2 separate regions of the Mus musculus genome follow, and region 1 is linked to region 2. Evidence: chromatin contacts called from public HiChIP or PLAC-seq data. All regions are on one chromosome and are shown on one strand. Each heading gives the region's core, a stretch centred on a gene start, on an enhancer-like site or on the middle of the called end of the contact. The rest is flanking DNA. Distances are from core to core; before and after follow the strand shown. Region 1 overlaps Gm30296 (a long non-coding RNA gene). Region 2 overlaps Lgmn (legumain).

Evidence for each region. HiChIP or PLAC-seq counts read pairs in DNA pulled down with a chosen protein or histone mark.
Region 1: an H3K27ac HiChIP or PLAC-seq map of microglia shows a contact between it and region 2, with 5 times the contacts expected there. The contact joins two enhancer-like sites. A contact is called at or near these places in 5 of 115 datasets of contacts at active chromatin or transcription factors (bone marrow-derived macrophages, embryonic stem cells, extraembryonic endoderm stem cells and 2 more) and 1 of 9 other capture datasets (liver).

Annotation. Positions count from the first base shown.
Region 1 is chr12:102,716,793-102,723,916 of GRCm38.p6, reverse strand. The region is part of intron 1 of Gm30296 (a long non-coding RNA gene); the gene reads right to left. Among named protein-coding and RNA genes, the nearest start is that of Gm30296, 9.6 kb to the right of the region's middle. Within about 2 kb of position 3,811, at least 22 of the 459 cell types and tissues checked have an H3K27ac peak or open chromatin away from gene starts, as enhancers often do. A contact at or near this core is called in microglia, where this site is marked.
Region 2 is chr12:102,417,171-102,424,064 of GRCm38.p6, reverse strand. Lgmn (legumain) reads left to right here. Exons shown (of 14, transcript NM_011175.4): 2 at 310-480. The coding sequence starts at 337. Among named protein-coding and RNA genes, the nearest start is that of Lgmn, 19 kb to the left of the region's middle. Within about 2 kb of position 4,319, at least 79 of the 459 cell types and tissues checked have an H3K27ac peak or open chromatin away from gene starts, as enhancers often do. A contact at or near this core is called in microglia, where this site is marked.

The DNA of each region.
Region 1 (7,124 bases), core at 2,562-5,061, 300 kb before region 2:
CCTTAAAGCGAAGGCACATTCTTTTATCTTCCTTTTTACAGGAAAAATCTTTTCCTCTTTCTTTCTGGCTAGAACAGGAATGTGCTGGCAGGAGCAGCCCTATTGGTTTATGAGGAAAGACGGGTTTGGGGATGGAGACAACAAGAAAGAAAGCAAGGTTCAATAGTGCATGCTTTTTGTTTTTTTTGTTTTGTTTTGTTTTGTTTTGTTTTGTTTTGGTTTGGTTTTTTGGTTTTTCGAGACAGGGTTTCTCTGTGTAGTCCTGGCTGTCCTGGAGCTCACTCTGTAGACCAGGCTGGCCTCGAACTCAGAAATCCTCCTGCCTCTGCCTCCTGAGTGCTGGGATTAGTGTGCACCACCACGCCCGGCTTAGTGCGTGCTTTTAATCTCAGCACTTGGGTTTTGGAGGCAGAGGCAGGCAGATCTGTTGAGTTCTAGGCCAGCTTGGTCTACATAGTGAGTTCCAGGCTGACCAGGACTACAACTCATCTCAAAAAAAAAAAGTCAGGGTTGGGCTGGAGTGACTTGGAGCCATTGCCTCCCTGTCTAACAGCTCAGACTTTCAAGTGCCTGAGAAATTAAATTTCTGTTTATTTGCAAATCAGAGAGATTAAATTTCCGTTTACGTATGAGTCATCATTGTTGGGTTTTATTACAGCATCCAAACCTAACTTCTACCTCAGTCAGTCATCTGGAAACTCATGGAGTCTGAGGTAGAGGCAAGATTCAGACAGCAGGAGGAGCAGACCTGTGGTCCTGGCCAGGCTCCTTTGTCTAAGAGTCAAAGGTTAGCTGCCTTTGACAGATGGGAGTTTATTCAGCGGCTCTGCGATGATCTGACATCTACACAGCGGTTTTGTGTCTTGAGTACTTTCTTTCCTAGACAGGGTTTTGTAATTCTCCGCGTCTGGAATTTTGGATTTTCATTCTGTCGAGATGAATTTTTATTTTGTCAGTGGGGAATGATAATTAAATACCTGGGTACCAGGCACGCGGGCTCGTCAGGGCTGTTGTTTCTCCTAGGTCCGCATCAAGAAGTGTATGAGGTATGTGCACGTTTACATATCTATCTATATCCATTTCTAGGTCTATCCATATATCTTTCAAACCTAGAGTTCATGCCAGCATCTCCAGTCCACCCCACACACGGGGTCGCCACGGTCCGGCCTCCTCTGGAATTTGATTGCCTGCCTGCACAGTGAGGAGCTGGATCCTGTTGCATCAGGCTCTCCCACTCACTCAGCCTCCTTGTCTGAACCAATCATCTCACAGTTCACATCCTGTAGCGTGGGCCCCACAGGTACCCCAGCTGCTCCTCAGCCCCCCTCGGAGGTGCTGTGTAGCGCGAGCCCCGTGCACCTGCTCAGCTCTGAACAGCCAGGATTGGGTTTGTCTCCTCCCAGTGAGAGAACCCCAAAGAATCTCCTGCACAGTCGGTTAACAACAGTGGTGCTGGCCTCGGGGAAGCACCAACCCCACACTGCAGGGCCCTGCCAGCCTGTGACACTTGTTGGCTCCTTAAAAGCCAACTTTCCACCCGACCCTCCTGACCCTACCCTCTAGTGTAACAATAGCCCCGTGTCTCCTGTCTGGAGTCTACTTACTCCAGGACCCAAGTCTTAAGTGAGAGGCTTCACGGGGGCTCAGTCCCCTCAATTCCCTCACGGGACATCGTCCAGGACCCAGGGAATACCGTGAAAAGATACATGCGTATAAATTATGCACATACAGAAGGCACACGGAGCTCAATGCCATCGACGGGAGGACAATCCTAGTGAATCTTTCTTTTAAAAATAGGCTTTAAAAAATAGAAAAATTTAAAAATGGGTTTAATCTTTTGTATTTTTAGATATCGGCTATTTTTAAAACGCAAAGCCTCTCCCTCTCTCCCTCCTCCCTCCTCTCTCGTTCTCTCCCACCCCTCTCTCCCACCCCCCACTCTCTGGCTCTTGCTCTTTCGTATTCTAAGTAGAACCCAGCTTTCCCCGCCGCCCTTTTCCTGGAGGGGCCCTGACTTCTGTTTTTCTCTGAGATAGGGTCCCACTGTCTGGTTCACCCTGGCTTCTTTTTGTTATTTTGACTTATTTTTTTATTATTTTTTTTTCAGAGCTGAGAACCGATACCAGGGCCTTGTGCTTGTTAAGCAAGAGCTCTACCACTGTGCTAAGTCCCTACCCCCATGCTGGCTTCATGTGATCTTCCAGCATTGGCTCCTAAGTCCTGAGCACTGGCCTCTGGGGCTTTGCATGCATTAGGCTTAAAAAAAAAAAATTAAACATCATACTTCATATCCTGGTTTTTTTTTTTTTTTTTTTTTTTTTTTGGTTTTGCGAGACAGGGTTTCTCTGTGTAGCCCTGGCTGTCCTGGAACTCACTTTGTAGACCAGGCTGGCCTCAAACTCAGAAATCCGCCTGCCTCTGCCTCCCAAGTGCTGGGACTAAAGGTGTGCGCCACCACGTCCGGCTTTTTTTTTTTTTTTTAATTAAACTCTATTTTCTTGTGTGTGTGAGTGTGCTGACGGGGCGGTTAGGGAATTTGAGGAAGTTGGTTCTTTCTTTCCAGTGTGTGGGATCCAGGAAGTCAACTCCAGTCGCCATTTCCACCTTATTTATTTTTTAAGCCGTGTTTTTCAATGACCCTGGAACTCACTGACCAGCCAGAGTGGCTGGCCAGAAAGCCCATGGGATTCACCTATCTCCCCGTCCCAGTGCTGGAACTACACCAGCTTTTCCATGGATCCTGGGGATCAGAATTCGGGTCCCTCTGTTTGGGGTGCAAGCAGCTTGCCCACGGGTCCATCTCCCATACCCTTCTCCTCCTGTATCTTTGCACTCACGCTTGCTGTCCAGAGAACCCTTCTCTGACATGCCCTCAGCTCCCTGCTTCCTTTAGCTTGTGATCCTCTGCCCCTGGTTTTGAGCTTTCCTGTCAGCCACTGAACATTGCTTCCTCAAAACACTCCGCAAAAGCCCCTCAACTTCATGAGTGTGAAATACATTCACAAGTCGGGCATGGTGGTGCACGACTTTAATCCCAGCACTTGGGAGGCAGAGGCAGGCGGATTTCTGAGTTTGAGGCCAGCCTGCTCTACAGAGTGAGTTCCAGGACAGCCAGGGCTACACAGAGAAACCCTGTCTTGAAAAATCAACCAACAACCACAACAACAACAAAAAAAAACCCCAAACATTCACAGATAAGAAAAGCTACCCATGCCCACAGTTTTCAAAAACCAAAATTATGAGGGAGAATCCACTTTGATTGAATCTCTATTTCTATATATAGTCATCCTGCCAGCTGTCTGCATGGGTACCTAGTCACAGGGACACAGGTGGGCTGATAGCTACTGGCTCAAATTCCATACAGAGGTTATAGCTTATAGCTATAAGCTATATATAGCTGTAAGGTTTTTCTTTGTTTGTTTGTTGTTTTGTTTTGATTTTTGGTTTTTCAAGACAGGGTTTCTCTGTGTAGCCCTGGCTGTCCTGGAACTCACTCTGTAGACCAGGCTGGCCTCGAACTCAGAACTCAGAAATCCACCTACCTCTGCCTCACAAGTGCTGGGATTAAAGACGTGTGCCACCACTATAGCTGTTCTTAATGCCTCAAGCCCCAAGATACCTCAGGGTCCCATGGGGCTCAGTGCTCATTTACCTACTACCCCAGCTCCCGGCCATTAGCTTCTTGAGAGTAAAGATGGCATCTTTCTTCTTTGCCTTTCCAGAGTGTGAACTGGACTCCACCATGCAAATCAGAACTCTGTGAGCCCTGGAAAGGCGTGCCTGTAACTTGGGAGTTAAGTATCCCTCCCTCTTCCTAACAACAGCAAACAATTCTTTTGGAGCAACGACCCGCCTTTCCCTCCGGGTGCGTGACTCTTCAATTCTCTCAGCGAGTATAAAATTCTTCATATACAATGATAAAACTGAGGTGGCTTCTCCCAATGTAAGCAAACTTCTTAGCGACAAAACTGGCCTTCTGAGACGTTCTAGAGTGTCAAAAGCAGAGCGGTTTCATTCCTTATAACATTAACTCTCTTGTGCACGGCAGGATCTTTGGTGCTGGCATCAGTCAACACCAGGCATACTCTGTAATTAATAGCTAGCCTATGCAAATTTCCAAGATGTCCACTAGGTAGCGCTGTTGCACTGGGCAAGAAACAGTATGGTCTTTGCACTCTATTCCCCCTCCCCCAGGCCTCCCATCCCACCCCTTTCCACCCACTATTCCCCTGTACCTGATACTTTTAATTTGTTTCTTGCCTGTTTCTCTACCTCCAGCATGAGCTGCAGGAGGTGCACCCCAATGTCTGGAACAATGCAGGGGACAGCAGGCACCAGATGAAGGAGAGATTGCCTCGGTTAGGTTAACTCCCTAAGAACTCTGTGTAGAAAGGGTTCAGGCGCAACTCTAGCAGACGGGGGATTTGGCAGTCAGGTGACCCACATTCAGTCCTTTTTAAAATTCACCCCGTGGTGGGGAGAAGCTGGGAAATATAGCTTAGTGAGTAGAGCACTTGTCTGCCATTCTCCAGGCCCTGGGTTTTCTTTCTGGGATTAGGTAAACTGGGTGCAGAGAAGCACACCTATAATTGTAGAATACAGGAGGTGGAGGCAGGAAAGTCGGAAGTTTAGGCTTATACTCTGATGCATAGGGAATTTTAAGTCAGTCTGGGATACGTGAGACCCTGTCTCAAAAATAAAACCCACCCGTTAACTTTGTCTATAGTGTTGAGGTTTTCCCGAAGGCTGACTGACCTCACATCATATTTTGGTTTGGTTATAGTTCCTGGCATTTGCACCAATGCCTACATTCCAGTGAGTGGTCCCACTGTATCCTCAGGAAACCCCTGCAGTCTAGAATTACCATGTTCCATTTACAGGTGAGAGAACCAAGACTCTGGTTTACATACTCAGGCACAATGCCTGAGGCATTCGCCGTCCATAGGCAGAAACTGAGATTTGGATGCACCCTTCAGTTATGCTGTGAGTGGGATGGTATTCTTACAAGGCCTGCATTGGACATTATTAACTCTGCCTCCATGATGTTGTGTGAATCTGAGCAGTCAATTATCCTCAGCTTTACTGGTGAAGCATGAGAGCCACTCAAAGATGAGCTTTGACTTCAGGCCACCAATACTGCAAATCTATCCCAATAGGAGACAACCAGGGAGAGTCTGCCCTGAGTCAACCAGATGTGCCCAGGTGTGCTCCCAGCATATTCAGGATAGCTGGGAGTGAGCTTGAGGGCAGCATTGAGGTAGGACTGTCTTATTCTGACCTTAAGAGAGAAGGCTGAGCCGGGCGTGGTGGCACACGCCTTTAGTCCCAGCACTCGGGAGGCAGAGGCAGGCAGATTTCTGAGTTCGAGGCCAGCCTGGTCTACAAAGTGAGTTCCAGGACAGCCAGGGCTACACAGAGAAACCCTGTCTCGGAAAAAAAAAAAAAAGAGAGAGAGAGAGAAGGCTGGAGGTGGGTATCATAGGTAGGGTGCACAGAGCAAGAGCATGGGGGTCATGGCCCCTGATTGGTTAGATTCCAGGCCATTGGCCACACTGTGGCTTCCACACTCCTCACTGTGCCCTCAGCCTCCAGTTAGAAGTATAAAGATTTGATGCAACCCTGAAGGAACCAACCAGGGGTGGGGCACAGCGGGAGAAAGAACTTTTTAGAAGCTAAGGAAATAGTCTCAGAATGGGCTGTCCTGGTAGAGGCAAAAGCTGGGGTGTCAAGTCAGGAAAGTAGCCTAGAGGCTTTAGTAAAGTTGTTTTGTTTTGTTTTGTTTTGTTTTTGTTTTTTGAGACAGGGTTTCTCTGTGTAGCCCTGGCTGTCCTGGACCTCACTCTGTAGACCAGGCTGGCCATGAATTCAGAAATCTGCCTGCCTCTACCTCTCAAGTGCTGGGATTAAAGGTGTGCACCACCACTGCCCAGCTAGTAAATTCTTTAAAGTTCTTTCTGTCACCAAGATGTGGGACAGATGGTCTTGGACATTCCTGAGCAGTGCGACCTGCATGCTTCTTAAGGCTAAGAGGCCTTCTCTTCTGACTGGCCCTTCCAGGTCCTTGAGTGGCTTTCCTAGGGTCAGCATGGAAGACAATTCTATGACTTATTTCCCCAACTGTCCTGGGGCCAGGCCTGCCTGGATATTTCTGTCTCTCCCAAAAGAAAACAAAACTTTACTCACTAATGTAAGCAGGCAATATCTTTACCCAGTAAAACAAACAGGCCAGTTCCTCTAAGCCATGCCCAGTGTTCCTTATATGGCATCTCGGACTGTTCCCTGGGGCCCAGTAGACTTGACCATCTTACTCCCAAAGGAGGGATGGGGACAGATTCCAGGTGGCAGATGAAGGTCACACTCACACTAAGGGGCTTCAGAGGTCGGATGGGGCTCTTCGAGACCAGGATTGCCAGAAATGATACATGAGAACCAGAACGTCTGAATTTCCTATCCGCAGTGATGTTTTCAGTGTGAATAACTCTCATTTGGGATATACTCAAGCTCAAAAATTATTCCTTGCTTATCAGAGTGCAGATATAACCGTCTGGGCTGCATATAAATATGACCAGAGACCTAGAATAGCTGGTGTCTTTAAAGGGACCGGAGTATCTGCCACAGAGGGTGGGGTTAGTACCCCTGGGCAACTAAAACAGTAATGGTTCTTGCTGAGTAGGCTTGGCCACCCAGGGAGTCAATGTCACTTTGAACCTTTGGGAAATACCTGTGACTTGGGTGACTTAGAATTTGACCCTGTAATCCATGCAGGAGGAGCCATGTTCAAGAATGGAGTCATAGGTAACCTATACAGGCCAAGGCTCCCAACCCACACTGTCCAGAATAACCGCACAGCACACACAGAGCTGTGCTGTGCTTCGAACGGCTGCTTAGTTCACCCAATTCCAGCACATCAGAATAACAGGAATTAGTCAGGTGCACAGCATGCCGGGACGAGAGAAGTAAGACGGTGGCCCAGTTAACTGAGCAGGCTAAGTACTAGGCACCCATTAGAGCTAATGATTATTAAGGTGGTCGTACCATAGGCGTCGTGTAAGGGATATTGACAAGAAGGGGGAAAGCAGGATATAAGATTAAAGACACATTGTCCACTTAATAGAAAAGCCACA
Region 2 (6,894 bases), core at 3,070-5,569:
CAACTAGGAATGTGTGTTCTTGCACAAATAGTTCAGGGATTGGTGGGATGCTATCTGCATTCTGAGTTGAAAAGTTCTAAGTGTTTTCTGACTTTTGGTTGGCAGTTAGGTAGGGTTAGGAGGTAGGGACAGGACTGCCCACCCCCAGCAGTGACCAAAGGTCTTAGAGGCTTTTTTTTTTTTTTTTTTTTTTTGTCTTTTTATCTCAGTTGTTATCCTCAGCACATTCCTCTGGGCTGATTGGCCAATCCTCTTGAGACCAGGTGATGTTCTCGACCCTTTTTAAATTGACTCTGTCTTTCCTTTCAGTCTTCTGTAGCGGACACGGGGTGCAGAATGACCTGGAGAGTGGCTGTGCTTCTCAGCCTGGTGCTGGGTGCTGGTGCCGTTCCCGTCGGTGTGGACGATCCCGAGGATGGAGGCAAGCACTGGGTGGTGATTGTGGCGGGCTCCAATGGCTGGTATAATTACCGACACCAGGTAAGAAACCCATGCGTTCTTGTCACTGGCTTTGTGCCTACAAAATGGCCATTCCATTTTGGAAGACAGTTTTGCTTTAGTCTCAAGTGGGATTTCCTCACCTTTCCCCAGTGGCGGCCTTTAGAACCAGGCATTAATCCCTTTTTGGGTCTGCACTGTATCACTTGCCTGCCTGTCACAACTCAAAAATCAAAATGCATTTAGATATCACCGCATATCTTGGGGGCTCAAGATTACCAGGTGAGAGCTCTTGTGTTAACACCTTCCCTTCATGTTATAGAAAGGACACGCAGGTCTAGAGAGAGGAGGTGATTTAACTGAGACCATTGACAAGAGGCGAGCAGTGTGGAAGCTCTGGGGAACGGACTCCTGGCCCCTCTGTCCTCCATGCCTCTGTCCCTTTACACCACCTCCTCCCTCCTGGTGTTTCCTGCAAATCAGCTTGTGGAAGTGAGAGAGAAGGGCATAGTTGACAGTCCAGCCTCCTGCTGGGAGGAAGGGGGTAGCCTTGGGGAAGCATCAGTCCTGTGGAAGTTGGAACAGCAAATCTTGCAATCCAAAGATCCCACCCCAAGGTGTGGCCCCCAAAAGGAATGAAAACATGCCTCTGTAAAATCTCCTGCCGGTATCAGCCTCAGGAGCATGATTTGGCCACGGAAAGGATGGAGCAATTACGTGTGCTTCATTATGGACAAACCGTAAGCACGTGCTAAGTAAAAGAAGCCAGTCACAAAGACCAAACAGTTAATAATCCACTAAATGGCACTTCAGATTAGGAAAGTCTACAGGGAAGTGGGGGCTGGGCAGAGGAGAGTCAGAGGAGTTGACTGCTCGTGGAATTAGATCCTGTTGTGGGTAGTGAGAATGTTCTAGAATTAGAAAGTGGTCGTGGTTTTGCGGAGCACTGTATTTAAAAGGCTGACATCCATGTGAATGGTAACACTGTCATTTAAAAAGTTGATTTAGCCGTGCATGGTGGCACACACTTTTAGTCCCAGCACTTGGAGGCAGAGTCAGGCAGATCTCTGAGTTTGATGCCAGCCTGGTCTATGGAACAGAGCTAGCTAAAAGGTTGATTTTTCATGCCAGGTACCTAGATTATCACAGGATCATATTGCAGGCTCTCCTTAGAGCATTGAGAGCCTTTACTCCTTACCACTGGGCAGTGTGGAGCTGGACCTGTTCTTACCTCTCTTTATCTACCAGCACTTGGATGGAGGTCTGGGGAGGCCAGCAGTTTGCCCAGTGTGGTGGAGCTGTAAGCAGCACAAGGAGGGGGTGGGGTAGGATCCAGACCCAGCCAGCTGGCTTGAGAGCCACCTAATCCAGTAAGAGCAGCGTGAGTCATGGAAACGTTTCTAGCAGCCACATTTGAAAAAGCTTAAAATATGTAGGAGGGGCCACGGAGAGAGAGTCTGTTCAGTTAAATGCCCGCTGCGCACGAGGACCTGAGGTCAACTCCTAGGAAAACACCAAGGAACAATGCTGTCTGCTGGAATCCCAGTTCTGTATATGGAGGTGGAAATAGCTGGCTCCCTGGACTCCCTGGCCAGCCAGCCTAGTCTACCTGATAAGCTCCAGGCCAGTAAGAGACCATCTCGAAGGTGGAGTATTGGGGGCCAGGCTGGAGAAGGAGGGAGGCCAGTGGTTAACAGCACTTGCTATTCTTTTGGAGGACCTGGGTTTGGGTCTCAGCTTCCATATCAAGCAGCTCATAGCCTCCTCTAACTCCAGCTCCAGGGGACCTGATGCCCACTCGGGACTTGGGAAACTGCATGCACACATGCAGACATACATATACACAAACAAGAATAAAGTGGCTAGCACCTGTCTTAGCCACTGTTCTGTTGCTGTGAAGAGACACGATCAAAGCAACTCTTATAAAAGAAAGCATTTAATTGGGGACTTCTTATGTATATTTTCTGGGTATAATTTCAGAGGGTTAGTTCTTTATTGTGTCAGGCAGCGTGGTCTGGATGCAGCAGGTAGAGAGTTGCTGGGCCTGGTGTGGGCTTTTGAAACCTGGAAGCCCACCCCTAGTGACACACATATTCCAAGTAGGCCATATCCCCTAATCTGTCCAATTAGGTCACCAACTGGGAACCAGGCTTGCAAATATACGAGACGGATGGGGGCCATTCTCATGTAAACCTCCACAGCACCCAAGGAGCAGACACCCCAGATTGTTCTTTTGCCTCCACATTCACACACACACACACACACACACACCTATACACAATATAAACACATACATGCACCTATACACAATATAAACACACACACATTTACAAACAATAATACACACCCTTATACACAAAATAAACACACACACCCTTATATACAATATAAACACACACTTACACACAACATAAACACATACACATCCCTATACACAATGTAAGCACACATACACACTTATCTACAGTATAAACACATACCTAATCACAAATGTATAAACACAGAAAAATATTTAGGAAATTAATTTTGACATCTTGTTTAAACCAGAAGTCCAAATGAATATCAATTCATCATGTAATTAATATCGAAATTACCACTGAGATAGCCTGTATCCTTTAACAAAAAGTTTCATTACATTTATTTATGTATGCATGAATGTGTGTATGTGTGTGGGTACAAGCCTATTACGACACGTGTGTTGAGGTCAGATGATAAACTTGGCAGGTGTTGATTCTCTCAATCTGCCATGTGGGTCTCAGGGGTCAATCTCAGGTTGTCAGACTTGGCAGCAAGTACCTTTATCAGTAGAGCCACCTTGCTGGCCCCTATATCCTTTTTAGTATGTACATGATCCCAGGGTGTGTCAGTTTAGATTATCCACGATGCATGTTGTTTGGCTGCTGAACAGCCAGTGACCAGCTGTTGGGAGGTTGGCACAAATGGAGCTGTGTCCCTGTGAGTGTCGGGGTGCTTGGCTTCCATATCATCAAGGGTTGGCTTTGGTGAAGTTCTGACTCATCTTGAGTGGCCTCTGTGTGCTGGTCCAGAAAGGAAATTTAGCCCGATTAAGAGCTGTTATCATAACTGATTGCTTTTCCTTTGAGTGAAAAGATAAGTTAAGCCCCGAGACCACAGGCAGCAAGTATGCTGGCTCATCAGCCACTTGGTTTTTATACAACCAACGTAGGAAAATACAGTGGCTAAACATTACCTGGAGGTTAAATCATTCACGGACTCTCCCTTGATCCTGTGCAGGTTTTAACTGGATGTATTTATAGGGGCATGAGGTTCTTTAGGACTGATAGATTTGGCAGGCCTCAAACCCAAGATATCCTCCCGCCTCTGCTGAGACTAAAGCTGTGCGAGCGCCACCAGGCCCGGCATCTCCTCAGTGTTTTAAATAGCAAGTGTGGAGAGTCCTAGGATGGCCAGTTAAACTCAGGCCATTTGACTCAAACCCATGTTTTCAGTTTTGAGGTCCTGTCTCCAGACAAGTACTGGTTGTTACGAAATGGTTATTACCACAGCTCCAGGTTTTTAGGGTCACGGGGCATGCAAATAACGAGGGAAGGACCACCAAAGTCAGAAATAAACTAAAAGCAACTTTATTCACTGTGAGGGGGTTGGTGGTGGCTGGCGCTTCTAATGGATAGGATCTTGGTCAGTCTAGGGAGATGACACAATGACCTTGAAAGGGTGCGAGCAGTCTCCTTTGAAGCATAAATCCATGGGCAGGGGATAATAAAGGAGTTTGTATGCTGAGGGTTAGTTCTGCAGCCCAGGATGTGGTGAATAGCAGGACGGTGGTACAGGCTCAATGCCAGGGGCCAGCCTCAGCTTGGTCTGGGTGTCTGAGAGTGGCAAAAACAAAAGACTCAAGTCAAATCCTGTGTCCAAGCTGGCGGCCTATGTTCTGCTCCAGATGGCTGCCTAGATAGCTCTCTGTAGACAGTTCTTGGCTTTGTAGTCTGCTCAAGACAGCTTTTCAGACCCCCCTCCCTCTGTGTGTGTGTCTCTCTCTCTCTCTCTCTGTGTGTGTGTGTGTGTGAGAGAGAGAGAGAGAGAGAGAGAGATCTGCTCTAGATAGCTTTTTCTTCTATTCTAAAAAACTCTGGTTGAGACAGCTAAGTTTCTGCTTGAGACAGCTTTCTCTCTGCTAGTAAAAATTCTAAAAGCTCTCTGGATAGCTGATAGGTCTTCTGATCAAGTCAAAAATCCTGTTAGAAAAATTCTAAAAGTAATTCTTTCTAATCAAAGTCAGAAAGCCAGAAAAAAAAATCATAAAGAGCTGGGGTTGCTCTTCAGAAAGCCTTCTTTGGATAGGTGCTAGACAGCATTCTACAAGAGCTGTGTCAGCTCTCTAGTAATTCTTGGGATTTCAGAAATCCTGTCAGAAAAAATTCTAAAAGAGCTGAGTTTGCTCTTCATGGATTTTCTTGACTAAAATCAGCAATCCTGTTAGAAAAAAAAAAAATTCTTGAAGAGAGCTGTGTTTGCTCTCCAGAGATCTTCAGATAGCTCAGCTCTGGCAAAAAAACCAAAACCAAAACCAACCCCCCCCCCCCCATCAGTTTCTGCCGGCTCATCTCATGCAGACCAAAGCCCACATTTTATTTACATATCAATTCAGTTATTCCAGGTTCCCTCTTGACCCTCTCATGAATAAGCATTCTATGACTCTAGCCTCTTGCTCTTTTATTGTTTGTTTGTTTGTTTTGAGACAGGATTTCTCTGTGTCACACTGGCTGTCCTGGAACTCACTCTGTAGACCAGGCTGGCCTTGAACTCAGAAATCCACCTGCCTCTGCCTCCCAAGTGCTGGGATTAAAGGGGTGCGCCACCACTGCCCTGCTAGCCTCTTGATTCTTAAGAAGAGACAGCAAACATAAGCACAGACAGTAAGATGCTGGGTGGGACCCTGCCCGGGAATCACCATTTTAACCATGCTTGGACCTAAATTTGTTCTGACCCAGGCTGACGTTGAACTCTGGAATCTCCATGCCCTTGTATCTGCCTGTCTTTGTATCTTTCTGGCAAGCTGGCTCATAGTGTAATTGCCTCTGCTCCTTTAGATCTGTGAAGCTCCTTATACAGTTCATATTGCATCCTTACGTTTTTGCATAGTTCAGAAGTTATATATTTTGGAACTTAATGTTCCTTTTCCACAGCCTTAAGCGCTGTCCTGAAGGTCCCAGCGGTTACCATTTGGCTGAGACATTAGCCACACCTTTGCCTCCCAGACTCATGATGTCTCTGATTAGCATGGAGTCATTAATGTTAACCGGGAGGACATTCCTCCGAGGACCGTGAAAATAACAAATATTATACAAACAAGCCCTCTCTCGTGGAGGTCCAAGCTATTCCAATAGCAGGAACCATGTTATTCTGTCTCTACCAAGGCCACACTGGACCCAGTCCTATCTCAACCTTTATGGGGCCCATGCAGACCGCGAGGTTTTAGGACAACTGAAAAAGAATGTAAGGCTTAAGGGCTTGCAGTTCCATGGGGGCCGCAGACAGATGCCAGGAATTACTCTGGGCCCTTCACAGGTGTCACATCCAGACAAAAATTCTGTAGAGGAGAGAGAGAGAGAGATCATGTGTGCTAGCTATTTATTTGCCAGTCTCTCAGGTGTGAGCCTTTTCCTGGGAGTCAGTGGGGGCCTTGGCATCACATGCTTAGGTTAGCATCAGTTCCTGGAGAGGGGAGGACTCTCTCGGTCTGACTCAGAGAAGCTCCCAGCAGATTACGCAAGTGTCACATGGTTCAGAGAGACTGGGATGGGCATGGTGGGGAGAGCATGAGCCGTGATAGGACAAGTTTACAAAGCCTCGTTTTCTTCATGTTGACTGAACCAGGCAACTGAAATTTGATGGAGGCCGGTGTGCTAATGCACTCCTTTAATCCCATTGCTCGAGAGGCAGAGGCAGGTGGATCTCTATGAGTTTGAGGCTAGCCTAGTCTACATAGTGATTTCCAGGCTAGTTGGAGTTACATAGTGAGACTGTGTAATACACAGATATTTTTGGTGTGTGTATGTACGCATGTTGGTAGATACAGGGTCTCTTTACATAGCTCTGGCTGTCCTGGAACTCACTGTAGACCAGGCTAGTCTCAAACTCATAGATCCACTTGCCTCTGCTTCCCAGGGCTGGGATTAAAGGTGTGTACCACCATGCTGGACTAATAACAGTTTTCTGATAGAAAAGTTGAGTTGGCTCCTATATATTAATCGGGGCGGGGCAACCCAACCCTGGGAACTCCTGCTTACTCTGTCCCCATTCTCACACACAGGGCACCACCATTGCTGTGTGCCTCCAGGCCAGTCAGCAAACTTTTCCAGGAAGAGCTAGGTAATAAATATTTGTATATTTGGAGTCCAGGAAGGCAAAATGGAGGCGGATGGGGACAGGAGCTAGGCTGCAGGGAGTCAGGGAGGCGGAATAGCAGGATGT